Linked DNA regions of Ovis aries: region 1 is linked to region 2. The links are chromatin contacts, called in public Hi-C maps. All regions are on one chromosome and are shown on one strand. Each heading gives the region's core, a stretch centred on a gene start, on an enhancer-like site or on the middle of the called end of the contact. The rest is flanking DNA. Distances are from core to core; before and after follow the strand shown. Region 1 holds the start of ZC3H10 (zinc finger CCCH-type containing 10). Region 2 holds the start of COQ10A (coenzyme Q10A).

What was found. Hi-C and Micro-C count contacts between places; a contact is called where the count stands out from the background.
Region 1: a contact with region 2 is called in a Hi-C map of skin fibroblasts, with 2.3 times the contacts expected there. The contact joins the promoter of ZC3H10 here to the promoter of COQ10A in region 2. A contact is called at or near these places in 2 of 16 Hi-C or Micro-C datasets (skin fibroblasts and tail adipose tissue).

The regions. Positions count from the first base shown.
Region 1 is chr3:163,421,615-163,428,561 of ARS-UI_Ramb_v3.0, forward strand. ZC3H10 (zinc finger CCCH-type containing 10) reads right to left here and starts at 2,619. Exons shown (of 5, transcript XM_060412991.1): 1 at 2,593-2,619; 2 at 2,454-2,478; 3 at 672-1,498. It overlaps PA2G4 (proliferation-associated 2G4), which reads right to left. Exons shown (of 15, transcript XM_060412992.1): 7 at 6,920-6,947; 8 at 6,693-6,771; 9 at 6,475-6,608; 10 at 6,083-6,177; 11 at 5,852-5,979; 12 at 5,643-5,696; 13 at 2,454-5,432; 14 at 1,753-1,775; 15 at 1,164-1,498. The coding sequence ends at 5,367.
Region 2 is chr3:163,283,705-163,290,456 of ARS-UI_Ramb_v3.0, forward strand. It overlaps COQ10A (coenzyme Q10A), which reads right to left and starts at 4,352. Exons shown (of 5, transcript XM_027967586.3): 1 at 4,053-4,352; 2 at 3,352-3,498; 3 at 2,381-2,573; 4 at 2,053-2,154. The coding sequence starts at 4,174. CS (citrate synthase) reads left to right here. Exons shown (of 11, transcript XM_004006584.6): 11 at 1-251.

The DNA of each region.
Region 1 (6,947 bases), core at 1,369-3,868, 140 kb after region 2:
AAGATTTCCTTCGATTTCAAATTGAACTTCCCCTGTCAAGGGGAGAAGCTGCTAGTAAGAAGAGTAGTATGGGACAGCACTAATTTGGATGGCCTAGGAAAGAGAGTTGGAAAACCAGCTCTGAGTGAACAAAGGATAAGGGACGCTTCTCGAGATGAAGGAGAATGTAGGGATCAAAGCCCGGAGTCGGGTCAGGGTTAGGAACTCCGAATAGGGGGCCGTGCAAGGGCTGCGACTGACAGTGCAATGGGATGGCGGGTTAGACTTGGGGGCGGTGATTATGACGCTTCTCAACACCCAGAGTTTGGGGGTGGGGGGAAAAGTCCTAGGAGTTTCCCGGAGCAAGTCTTTGGCCTGGCAGGTTCTGTGCAGTGCCGCCGGAGCTCTGCCGGGGACCACATGAAAAGGACACTAAGGGAGCACGAAGTGAAGCGGGGAAGGGAACTCCAGGTGACATCAAGCAGAGGGGATGGGCAAGGGTGTGACGTCACGGAGCTGGCGTTTGCTCGCGAAGCGGGGTCAGTCAGAAAAGGGGTTCGGCCCTACGACGTGAGGAACAGCCAACTCTGTCCTGGGGGGCCTTGTGTAGCCCGGCCGAACCCAGCCGCTGGGCCGGCCCCGACTCCTCCCCTCCGGGCGCGGCCTCCACCTAAGTCTCCCGCCTCCCTCACCTGCCGCCGCCGCCGTAGTTGCTGCTGCCGCCTGCCGGTCCTCTAGCTTCGACAAAGAGCCGCCTACCCTATCGCCCTTCCGCTTCCTGCGGAAGAAATGACGCTCTAGCTACCAGACCCGGAACCACACTCTGTGGTGTGCGAAGTACTTGCGCGACTAGCAGCAGGAAGTTCCCAGCAAGCTTTGCGTGTCACCATGGCAACCTGACCCAAAGCGGAATTCTGTAACGTGGACCTAGATAAGAGCGGACCTGGTTGCTCCTGTGCCCGCGAAATCAACTTGAAAACCGTCCCTGGCGTTTACGCGCTTTCCAGGAAGTAAAGGCCACCCAATCCTCTAGCAGCTCACAAGACCGGAACCCACACCTCTCCGCCCCCCCCGACTTGTAGATATAAAGCTTGACTTTTTCTAACACAGGGAGTAGAGACAGACTGTACTGATAAGAGAATCCCCAGCTAGTTTAACCATAAAAAACCACATAACACACAAAATTTTTCTTCAGCTAAGACAGCAAGAGATGATTTATTGTACACGTTACATTCAGCCACAACTGAGAAGAGAACTAGTCCATAGTTATCACAGGTCCAAGGCAATAAAAGGGACGGCTTTGATATGAGCAAGGTAGGTCTCTCAAAGGTGGTCAAGGCGATCAGAATGGCCATAGATGTTCCAGATCCATTGAGAAGTTCTAGATAGTAGGCATGCAGTCCACACTTTGTATCAGCGTCCCTGGCCTCTGGCTTCCCTTGTTTCTGCTTCTGTGGCTTCCACAGGTGTACAAGTTTACTTGGACCTCTGCCTCATCTTTCTTCTTTTGCGCTTCAGCCTGAAAACCAGACATAAGAATACACCTCGGTCCCACAAACCCGAGTTCAGTCTTTCCCTCCAATCTTAAATGTGCACCCAATACAAAGGAAGGTAAAATCAACCAACACTACGATTCTGTCGTCTTCTGCTCAATTCATGGCTTTGGCCAGTCAATGCTCATAAGTTGTTTTGGATTTCTAAACCAGATGTTCGTCCCAAGTTTTGTCCACTTTCCTTCACTCTCCCAGCCCCACCTCCTACGTCCCAGCATACCTGCGCATTCGCTTCTTCCTCCACTGGCAACCGATTATAAACCAAGGACAGAGAATAAAATATCATTAGTTTCAGTAACAATGTTTAGATAGGGATATGAAGAACACTAGGGGAGGCTTCCTCGGTGGCTTAGACGGTAAAGAATCTGCCTGCAATGCAGAAGACTCAGGTTCAATCCCTGGGTAAGGGAGACTACCTGGAAAAGGGAATGGCAACCCACTCCAGTATTCTTGCTTGGAAAATTCCATGGGCAGAGGAGCCTGGCGGGCTACACCCCACAGGATCGCAAGGGTCGGACACGACTGAGCGACTAACACTTTCATAACTTCCATGAAAAGCACTACTTAGAACCGGGTGGATTCTTGATCAAGTAGGAGGGCTTAGTCGCAATAAACCACATCAACAATCTGGACTGCCACCTGGATCCCAGACGTAAAACCCTGAATCCTGCCTGCATGCGCTCTCTCCCACTTTCAGCATCTCTCGCCACAGAACTTACCTACCACCTACTCTGCTTTTCCCCACAGAACTTACCCACCACTTAATATGCTTCTCCTCAAACTATCCTTCCTCTCCCACTAGCTCGTTAGCACAACCTAAGAACCCGGCGAAACCGGAACGATGGCCGATTTCCCTTGCCAAGGTCTCCCCTACCAACAGCCAATTCTTACAGCTTTAGCTCACTGGCAGGGACTGCTTACCTTCGCTCTCATGGCGCAGAGGTTTCTACGGGTAAAGAAAAAAAGTCTGCAGTTAGTTTGCTGTAATGATGGTAAGTGCAGAGATCAGATGTTTATGGATTGCAGTCGGAACACGAACACAGGCATCACTGACACTCACCTCAAAAGATGGCGCTAAGGCCGAGAGATCGCCAGGGGCTCGCCTACGGATATTTAATGGAATACTCAGTGTCGTCACTTCCGCTTTCTCGCCCTGCCCCTAGGGGCGGGATTGCCCAAGGGGCGTAACGATAGTGTTTGGCAGTTCGCTGGTGTGTGAAGTGATTAGGCTAGGAAAATTCTGTTGGAAATCAGTATTTTGATGTACAAGATTCCTCTCACCTGTTTTATTATGAGGATACCGTATTATTTAGATATGAGCACATATTTCCAATAAGAGACCTAGAGGCGCAAACGAGCAAAGGGTAGCTACTTCCGCCTTTCCTCCCGTTGCTTCATGGGAGTTGCAGTTTCCTGGAGACATCCTCCATTTTACTGTGGATTGAGGCGGACTGTACAAAAAGTCCTGATTTGTTTTACTGGTTTACCTTATTTATTAAACTAAATATCTGCAGGTTCGATTTTGGAACTTCTAAAGGTCCTAAGATTGCAGAACATTGAAAGGATATAAAGCGGGGAATTGAGAAAGCTGTTATACTACAAAAAGAGACCTTTGTTACTGTGAAAAATAAACTTTTTTCCTAGTCAACTGGTCTTTCCCTACAATGCCTGAGGCAGAATGTCATAACATTCCTGGCGACAATGCATCTTGTTTAGAAAATACTTCAGTGATTCTCCCTCTTCAGAGTGTGTGGTAAGTCGCTTCAGTCCTGTCACATTAACAAATTAACGACAGATCTAATTAATGGACAGAAGGAAAGCCCGATCAGCTACATGTATCTTTAGGCAGGAATAGTATTTGGTGATATGACAGCTTCCCAGTATCAAGATATGGTTAGGTTAGAAGCACCCAAAAAAGACACTGTAAGATTTGGCTGCAGAAAACGTGTATTATGAAGGATGAAAGAAAACCCTTCATCATACGGACTTCACCTTATTCACTATAAGATGGAATGAGGCTTGTTATGATTCCTTTTTTTAGCGTTTTCTCTAGAAAATTTCACCGTTTTAGTTCTGGAAAATTAGATTTCTAAATTTCAAGTTCTTAAGTGGCTCTAGAATTGTCACCAATGGACTGTAATGTGTTTGAAAACAAAAATAACCACCCTCCCCACCAAGATATCAAACCCACTGGGATTTCACCTGTTGATTGCTATAAACCCTTAGGAAGAGATCTGTGTTCAGTTTGTTTCAGTTTAATTCAGTTAATTCAGCAGTAACATATAAAAAATGCTCTAATACATGCATTACCCATCAAATCTCAGGGTAGCTTGAAAAATCACGTTAACACTAAAGGCATTCTTCCTGGCTTCCTAAGCCAAGACAATCACTTTGCAGTTTAATTTTTTTGCAATAAACATTGTGTTCTAAATAGTGTCAGCAGTAAGGGGTATGTTTTTACTTCAGAAAACTAGACCAAACTCCCATAGAAAATGACCATTAATTCACAAAACCCAGGAGTTTTATGTCTTCCCCCAACCCAAGTTATTATTTTAGAAAAGCAGAATATGGCTATAGAAAAGTGGTTTCAGGGATTTCCCTGGCAGTCCAGTGGTTTAGATTCCATGCTTTCACTGCAGGGGGTACAGGTTTGATCCTTGGTTGGAGAACCAAGATCCTGCGTGGCATGAGGCAAGGCCAAAAAAACCCCCCAAAACTGGTTCCAGATGATCATCACTTCAGCTCACTCTCCACCATCAAATAAGAGCAGCATACAGACACGTGATTATGAGCAAATCCAAATTTATTTTAATGCCATATCATTTTCAATGTGTTTAAAAACCTCATAAGTTAGTGGGAGCCCTAGTTCCCTGGGACAGCATGCCAGAGGTACTGAAAGGTCACCTTTCTCTCCAAACCCCTAGCAATTAATCCAAGTCCACAGCTTCAGAAAGCCAGGAGTTTTGTCTCTTCAGTCTGCTCCTCTGGTTATACATCTTTCTTTCAAGGAAGGGAAGTAAAAGTATTTCAAACAGGGAACAAAACCACAGTGGAGCTTCCAGCTCAGGTTTCTAAGATGGAGCAAGGGAAGAACCCCACTGACTTCAAAGAAATGGACAAAGTTGAGATGGATTACTTCTTTACAGCCTTGTGGAGGGAGGAAAAACTGTCCTGTAGAACAAAACTGACTACAAAGACTTACAAATGAGGATCCAACTGACAGATGAGAATCCATTGGTAAATGCAGGCTCCAGCTCCTAAAAATGGGAGGGGCCTGGCTCAACAGCCTGGATCATAAAAGGAATCTGCCACATGTGAAGAAAAACAGTCTGAATAGCTCCTCTCTATTTTGAGGCCTGATAAAAGACTTGGGGAAAGTGGGAACAGAGAGAGGAACAAGCCCAAACAGATGGGAAAATGCTGACACTGGAGTGGTATAAAAAAATTTCATCTGAGTTTTTAGTGGTGGTGGCTGTGTTAGCCTCCTCCCGTTCTGTTGTAGGGCCATAAACCTTGACCAAGCAGAGAATAGTAGAAAAAGGCTAGAAAGAGGGGCTTGAAAACGATGGATTTTGACTCCTGATTTTATTATTCAATTTCTCTTTTCTATTTAAAGTAGTCTTCGGTGGCTGGGAAGCCTGGCCTCCCAAGACCAGAGTCAGTTGGAGCTGGTTGTTGTTGGAAGGGGCTGGGATGGGGGACTGGGAGGAGGACAGGGAGACCCCGCTCTGCTCGCGGTCCTGGGTGGAGAAGTCGAACTGCACTTCACAGAGCCTGGGGTGTGGCGGGAAGGGGATGAGGCAGGAGTGGCAAGCTGGGGGGACGGGACCCACCTCAGTCCCCAGCTTCATTCTCTTCTAAAGTTTCCCCACTGGTAGCATTCTCTGCAGTCTTAGAGGCCTACATTCATGGAAAGGAGAGAAGATGTGTCAGTTTCCAACAACTTAGGGTACTGTCTGGGGGACCAAGGACAAGAGTATTCCTAATTCTCTAGGTCAGGGCTGAGAGGAGAAATAAGGACATATCGACACCTATATCCCCACCAAGACCCAGGAAAGTGAATAAAGATGATCAGGTTCACCCCACCAGGGAGGGATGATCATAACAAACCTTCTTTTTTTTCTTTTTCTGGGTTTTCCGACTTGCAGAACTCTGGAGGAGCGCCTGCAAAACAGAAGAAAGTGAACAAATTTTGAGGAACATGGAGCAAATGCCAAGTGCTACTCTCGGCATTGCAGCTCTTCTCAGGACTTCCCATCACTCAGTCCTCACTCCCAGAAAAAGTGCCATGTCCCTGCTCCTTTCCATCACACACTAACCTTGAGCTCTGCATCCTGGACCTCCATCTCGGACTTGTAAAGGTCAGGCTCAAAAGGACCACTGGTTATCCGCATAGGGCCATTGGGCATAAGCAGAACTGTAAATTTAAACTGGGCAACAAATTCACCTATGAGAGAAACAAAGTGTTTTGATAGAATGTCCCCTTGCCTTCAAGGAGAAGGGGACCATAATCGGAGGCTTCAAACTACAACTCTCTTCTCAGAACTCACCCTCCTTCTCATAGAGAACATTAAATGGTTGTAGCAGTTCATGTTTGGCGCACTCCACCACACCCATGCGGGCCTTCTTCTCATCTTCAAATGCTCTGGGGAGGGGAAGACAAATTCAGGTATCCTTAACTCCCTGTCATGTTTTACCACTTTGTTCCTGTTTTTAAATAACTCCTACCCTCAGGCAGAAATCATGCGTAGGATTGCTTTTTGTTTACACTACTTCCTATGAGAGGGAGAAACAGAGAAGGCATGCATGCAGGCTGGAGCTACAAGTCTAGGTAGAAGAGGAGGGAAAGAGGGCAAGCAGGGTAGGGGAAGGAAAGAGATCTGGCTGTATGGTCTACGGGTCAGACTGTTCCAAGTCCTGTCCTCGCTAAGTGCAGTAGTACCTTAAAGTAAAGGGCATGGCATCAAAACGCCTTTCAACCTCACTGAAGAAGGCACGGGAAGTTTTCATTTTCAGGCCATACTGCTTAGAGGGGTCTCTCTTGTAAATGGTGGTTCTCTGTCCTGCATCCTTGGCCTATAAAACATCATATTTGATCTGGTGCTCTTGGAACCCACCCCCAGCCTCCCCTCTCTGCCGGATCTGGTAAACATTCATCACCTTGCCCTCTCCTGAGCTGACGAGAACATCCACAGCATATACTTCATGTACCTCAAATTCTGCTTTTTCATGGTCTTTCCTAAAAGAACAGAAAGGGAACAATAAGGAGCAATAAGTGGTTCCTGGAGCTTAGAAGAGAAGGTGGATAAGATTAGCCTGGAGTATGGAAGAACTTCGTAACTAGTCTTATATGACAGAAGGTAGACAGTGGGATACAGGGCACCTACTTCTGCTGGTCTGTGGGATTCTGGATAA
Region 2 (6,752 bases), core at 3,102-5,601:
TAGAAGCCCCATATGCACAGGTTTCAAGTGACTCAGAAGGTTCTACTGCCTTTTTAAGAAAGGATTAAAAATACACTCCTGCTGTGCCCCCTTCCTCCCTTGCAATTCCTGCCTGTGTTTGTGTGGATCCCTAATCCCCAGAACCATGCTGTTGAGATGGATAATACTGTCTGTAAACCCTTGGGTAACTGTCACGATGCAGACTTCAGGTTGTTCTGTATAAAATGCAAAATAAATGTTTTTATTAACAATGCTTGAGCCTATTAAATGAGGCCTGGAAGAGTCTCCATTCTGAGGTAAGGAGTCTGGCTAGCAAGATCCTAGATTTAGTAGGTTATAAGTTATCCTGTGCATCACTTTATCTTTAGGCATGTTTGGCACTCACCCTAATCAGAAGACAGGTTCCCTGTGAGATTTCCAAAGAAGATTGCTGCTGTCTTAATGGTTAGAAGTCCTTGACCTTTAGCCCCCATCCTTCCTAAATTTGTTGTAAAGTAGAACACTCAAGGACTAGAGCCGAGACCTCACAACTGCTTAGGTGACTAATCCAAGGAAGCTGGTCCAGCCCAGTGGGTGAAAGGAAACGATACCAAGGGCAGTTAGGGTAGGACAGCTAGCTGACTCTGGATCTGACCCTCCAGAGGGCTCTGGAGCTTTGTGGAATGCCGATTCTTCTTTGCTGCCTCCCTTACAGATCCCCCAGAATAAGAGGTGGTCTGGAGGGCATCAGTTATATGGGAGGTCTGAGACCAGATTACTGTGTCCTGAGACTCCTGCTGCAACTGACCTTCTGAAAAAGTCTATAAATAGGCAAGGGAGTGGGTACTAGGTCCTGGCTTGTAGAATGTGCTACTATAGTTAGCAGGGACGCTATGTCCAAGAGGCCTTCTTGCACCTTCACTCCCCTAGGGAAGGAAGCCATTACTTCCTTCTGCTCTGCTCTATCTACATTATTCCCCCAAGAAGCAATATAAAAAAGCCAGATTCACACTGTCATAATTAATTTATTGAAATTTTATAAAAACTCAGGCCAAGTAGAAGACAGCCCAGGAGTACAACTGTTCAGTGCTCTTTTGTTCCTTGGCCCTGTGGCACTGATGGCTGAGAAAGTCCCTTGCTCTCCACTAGCCAGGCAGCATGGAAGTGAGGTCATAGGGATTTTAAGCTGGGGCCAGATCTCAGGCATCTCCTGAGGCATTTCAGGCAGGCAAGGTTACTGACCACCCAGTAGCTCTGTGTCAGAAGAAAGAGTTCAATTTCTTCAGTCCTAAGAAAAGCTGCTTTCTTCCCCTGGTCAGACATTAAGGCACCTTGACAAGAGTTCAGAGATGACCGCGCAGCCCCAACTATAATTCAGTGTAAGAAGGTGGCAGGCTTCAGGCATATGGTGCTCTCAGGATAACCCTGACCCTTTCCTAAGCATGTCTCCTTTCCATGCCTCCTTGCCTTTTCTTTCCCCCAGCATTTCTAGCCAGCTCAGAGCCCAATTTGGGGGGATTTGAGAGGGAGAACAGTAATATGAACATGGACTCTTCTCTCAGATTGGAACAGGAGCCAAATAAATAAGAAAATTGGGTGGCGGGGGGGGAGGCGAGGCTAGGGAATAATCCTTTGCCTCAAGCCTGGTGCACCTCATGAAACATCAGTTCACGGGGGACAGCTGTTTCTGGACCAAACTTGGTTGCTGCCCGGCGCTCGAAGGCAGCGACATTCTTTTTGACAACCTCATCAAAAAAGATGGTGGCCAGCTGGGAGTGCAGCAGAGAGCGAAATTCAAAGGAAATCTGGGAATGGGTAAGAGACAGTCAGAAACTCTTCAAAACCATGTTGGATAGTCCCTGACCAAATGCAAGGGTACTCTATTCAGTGCCTTTTCCTCCCCCCGCAACTCCTGTTCCTTAGATCTCAAAAGCCCTAGGACTGAGTACAAAGTACAAGTATGATACAAGCTCACCCCTGTAGAGAGTGTCATTGACTTGGGAAGTAACTGTCATAGTACCTCGGCTTAGCCCCCACAACCCAGTTGTAGCCCTATGTAGCCTCGTGACTCACCGAAAAGTCCACAGTGCAAGTTCGAGGATAGGCAGGAATTCCAGGGCTGAATCGCCAAATGGTCTCTAAGTGGTTGAAGAGCTTGCCATCAGTGCAAACAGCCTAGAACAGGACAGGTAGTTAATATTCCAGTGGAATGAGACCTACATCAGGTGTAGGAAGCTATACTAAGGAACTGGAAGCCATTTTCCTTTCCTTCAAATATTAAGGAAATATCTGACACATGGAGATAGAAAAATCATAAGGAAAGCCAAAATAGCCCTTAAATGTAAAAATGCCACAGAACATAACAAAACTTCCTGATCAGTCACTCCCAACCAGGCCTCACCTTGACCATATGAGGTTTGACCATGGAAACGGCAGAAGTGTAACGTTCCACAACAGGTGGAAAGCCAACCTCCAACTGGGCCTTCAAGTGACCTTTGCGGCTGGATACCACCAAAGACTTCTTACACCAGGGCACAAACTCACGATACTCCTGGACATTGGCTACCACCTCGTACATCTCCTGCATTGAGTACCTAGGGGAAGGAGTCACAGAGGCCAAGAAGCTGCCAGTTGGCTCAGGTTCCTCCTTGCCATAGGCACCCTCCCCTCATACCTTTGCCCACCAATCATGTACCTTCAGAAACTAGAGATCCCAAATAAGCCCCCATGAATGATTTTGCAAAAGCAAATGTCCAGATTTCCATGATGTTAATGCATCTTAAGTCTTGCCATTTAGAGAGTGTTTTTGCATTTACTATCTATTTTGATCCTTAAAAGAGTCATGTCCAGAGAACAGGGATGACTGGTGATTCACACAGGGACGCAGATCCCAGCTCTATAACTTTGTGACAAAGTGACCCTAGGAAAATTATTGTCTCCATTTATCTTCTCTGCAAATCATAAGTAATAATAGTAATTATTTGTTTGTTGAGAGGATCAAATGGGAAAATCTGATAAAACACCTAAACAGCCTAACTACTAGCAATAGTTAAGTGTTCAATAAGTGTTAACTCCTATTTTCTTAGAATACCTAAAGTCAGGTCAGCAAAACAATAATACCCTATTGTCTTATGTTGTTGTCCAACTCTAGTCAAGTTTCACAATGTACCTACACAGCAACCAAGAAGAGGGGAATTAAGGTTGGGAGGCTGCCGGAGGAGGGTAAAGGATCAGTAATACCACTGGGAAGAGTGGGATGGCCAGGGATGAATCTTGCCCACTATGGCTACCCTTACACTCTACCCTGGACATGGTGTTTTGTTTGTCGGGAAAAGGAATGTGGGGGGATACTGGACAGGAGAGGATGCTCACCCCATGATCCGACGCTCAGAGTAAGCCTTTCGCTTGTTGGTGAAGGGGGCAGCAAAGCCCATGAAGGAACGGCTGGGAGGTAAGCCAGACTCAGTCGCCAAGACCTGGGCAGCCCGGGGCAAGAAGAAGATGCAGGAGATCGGAAATCTAAGGCCAAAAGGAAAGGAGAGATAGTCTCAAGATTCTTTCCTTGTGGTCCTCAATCATTCTCAGGTGCAGAAGAAGAGGGGAGCATCCCAGAAGGAAGGTCGTCCAAACCAGCTTTTCCCCTAGCACCTGCTGTAGCCCGCCAGGCTCCCCGGCCAGGCAGTCACGAGTGCGAAAGGTCGAGGGCGGCTGAGGACAGTGCCGAGGGAGGAGATGGGAAAAAGAGGGGTGCGTGCGAAGCTCCAGTTGCCTTTGACTGGAGGCTACGCTTCTGCTGAAAGCAAGGACTCCCGGGATGCCTCACAGCCCCCGGGGCCTCGCAAGCCGGCGGATGCCAGGGCACCCGCGACGAGGAAGATGTGGTTGGGCACTCACCTCGGGGACTGCCTCGCGAATAATTTGCAAAAGCATTTCTCCAAAGCAACACATTATACCCCAGGGTATGATCACCGCCGCCCTCCCACCGCGCTTGCAGTCAGAGTTGCAACTCTCGGGGTCCTGGGTCCTGGGTGACCCCCTCAGCTCCAGCGCGGACATCCGCACCTCCCTCTCACCTCATTGGTCCCGGCGGTCGCGGAGGGCCCGGGGGCGGAGCCGGGCGCAACGAGAGGCCGCAGCAGCCCCGGGCCGCGGCGCGCGTCCCGGCAGGGAGTCGCCGCGCGCCCGCCGAGGCCATGCGCGCGACCCTCCCTTGCCCTCTCTGCTCTGATAGCGGCCGCGCCCTCCTCACTCCAGAGGGAGAGCCGAGGATTAGCCGCAGTCGGGCAGGTTCAGGGCCGGCGAGGGCAGGGGCGGCGCGGGGTGGTGGCTGTTCTCGCCCAGCTCCCGCCCGGGCGGCCGGATAGCCTAGAACTGAAGCCGCTATCGCCGCTCCCGCAGCTCCCAGTACCCCCACGTCACGCCGTTGCCATGGCTCGGGACCGGGAGAGGGGGGAAGTAAGGGGACCACGCGGCCTGTCGGGAGATGTAGTTTCACACCTCTGGCGAGAAAGGGCGAGGGCGCTGGAGTGGGTATTTGAGAAGCTGCAGACATGGCCCTGTGGAGGGAGGTCAACAGGCAAACTACTTGCGGGGTCTGATCACGGGCCTGATACATAAACACAGAGGTGGCTTAGTGGCCGTGTCAACAGCAGATACCCTCGGTCTTCTGCACGTCTCTTAGAGCCTGTACTATCTATATTTTGCTTTGTTTATAGTTAGAAGTTCCATTCATCTTTAAAGCCAGCATAGCGCATAGTGCAGTGCTTTGAGACAGAAAATTAATGTTCCAAGATCTGGGCTAAGACTTTGCATCATTTTCTGTTAATAATTACAGAAAGCAGTGGAAGTGAGAAGAACCAGACTTACTTTTATAGTAGATAGAGAACCATCTTTGCCTGGAAAAGTGTGCACTTGATAGAGGTGAGACTTCATGGGCCAGGAAATATCACTACACTGCTTTCAGTCCTAAACAAGGGTAGAAAAAGTGTCCTTGATAAAAGTGGGGAGAACAGATGAAAAAGAGAGAAATCAACAGTTAGAGACTAGATCTAGGTGGGTGCAAGAACCCTTGCAATTCTCCCTCAGCGGAGTAAAGGAAGGACACTTTAAGAACAGTGGTGTCTGCTACTGCTGCATTTAAAGATGTTTACACAATTACAGTGCAACTCCCTTCTCTGCTTTAGTCTTGAGCGTAAATCTTTAGTCCTGTTCTCCACATTCAGGAAATCTTTATCTGACTAGTGTGGTGTGGTTGGTGCTTCCCAGATGGCGCAGTGGTAAAGAATCCACCTGCTATTGCAGGAGACGGAAGAGACATGGGTCGGGCAGATCGCCTGGAGAAGGAAAATGGCAACCCACGCCAGTATTTTTGCTTGGAAAATTCCATGGACAGAGGAGCCTGGTGGGCTACAATTCGTGGGGTCACAAAGAGTCGGACATGACTGAGCGACTGAGCACATACCATACGGTCCTGGGGTTGAGGTGGAAGAATGAAATGATTAGTGATGGTGTTGCCCTTAGGATCTGCAGTAAGTCCATACATAGAAACCTCCAGGCTGTGAACTTTCAAAGATGCAGATGTGCGTGCACACTTCCAACCACATAAGGTAGTTCATGAGTCGGGTGTACGCTGTCATGCTCATGCATCCTCCATAAGTGGCTGTGCTTTTGTGTACTCTACAGTACTGCAAAGGGGACAACAGTGGAGTACCTTTATTTCAAGCCCAGGAGGTCCATAACCAAGTGCGGAAGTGGTGGTGATGTAGCTGGTACTGCTAAGAAGCACCAAGAGATTGCGATGGAAACAAAAGTGAAAATAATTGAGAGAATGGAGTGACAAGGGGAAGAAGTAACTGAAGAACCAAAGAAATTCATGGTGCAGGAAACAGCAAGAGGATTTTCTTCATCTGAGGAGGCACTGTTAGTTTTGAGGTGCAGGGCCTGAGTGTAGAATGGTACACGAAGGTTACAGCAGCCATTCAGAATGCAATCCAGTGCTATGATGAGAAAAAAAAAGAGCTACTACCTGGTCATCACTGGATCATTTTTTCCAGAAGGTAGATAGAATTGACTCCAGCAAGGAACCAGAACTTGTGCCATCAGCGTCAGGCACGAGTGAAATTGCAGCGTGCCCTTATCTCCAGTTGCTGATGATCATTCAGCTCTACCATCTCTCACCTCCTCTGCTTCCTCTAGTCAGTAACTCTTCTTGCTTGTTCACTCCATGATGCCAGACCCGGTATGCCAGCTGTTGTATTGTACTACTTTACTTTTCAAGATATTGTACTGTAAGATTAAAAATCTTTTATTTTTTGTTTTATTTGTGTGAAAAGTATTATAAACCTGTTTCCATACAGTACTATATAGCTGGTTGTGTTAGTTGAGTACCTAGACTAACTTTGTTGGATTTACAAACAAATTGGACTTAGAAACACACTCTCAAAATGGAACTCATTTTTATGTAGGGGACTTGCTGTAACTGGAAGGGAAGAGAGGCAGCTTGTCCAGAAACAAGGCCCTGAAAACAGATATAAACCTTCCAACTTTCCCCCCTCTTTGAGATTGGCATTTATTTGGGGGATTTCAGTGGATATGGATTGATTTTTTAAAGTTTGGGCCATTTTGTCTGGATTTCAAGAAGTGGGGTCCTCCCTTTAACTGTAGCTTACATTTGCCATTTTGCAAGGAAGGCATTTCAATCCTTACTTTGTATTATATACACATGAAGTCCCAATTGTGGAATGATCTCATTTCTTTTTCTTTTTTAATATTTC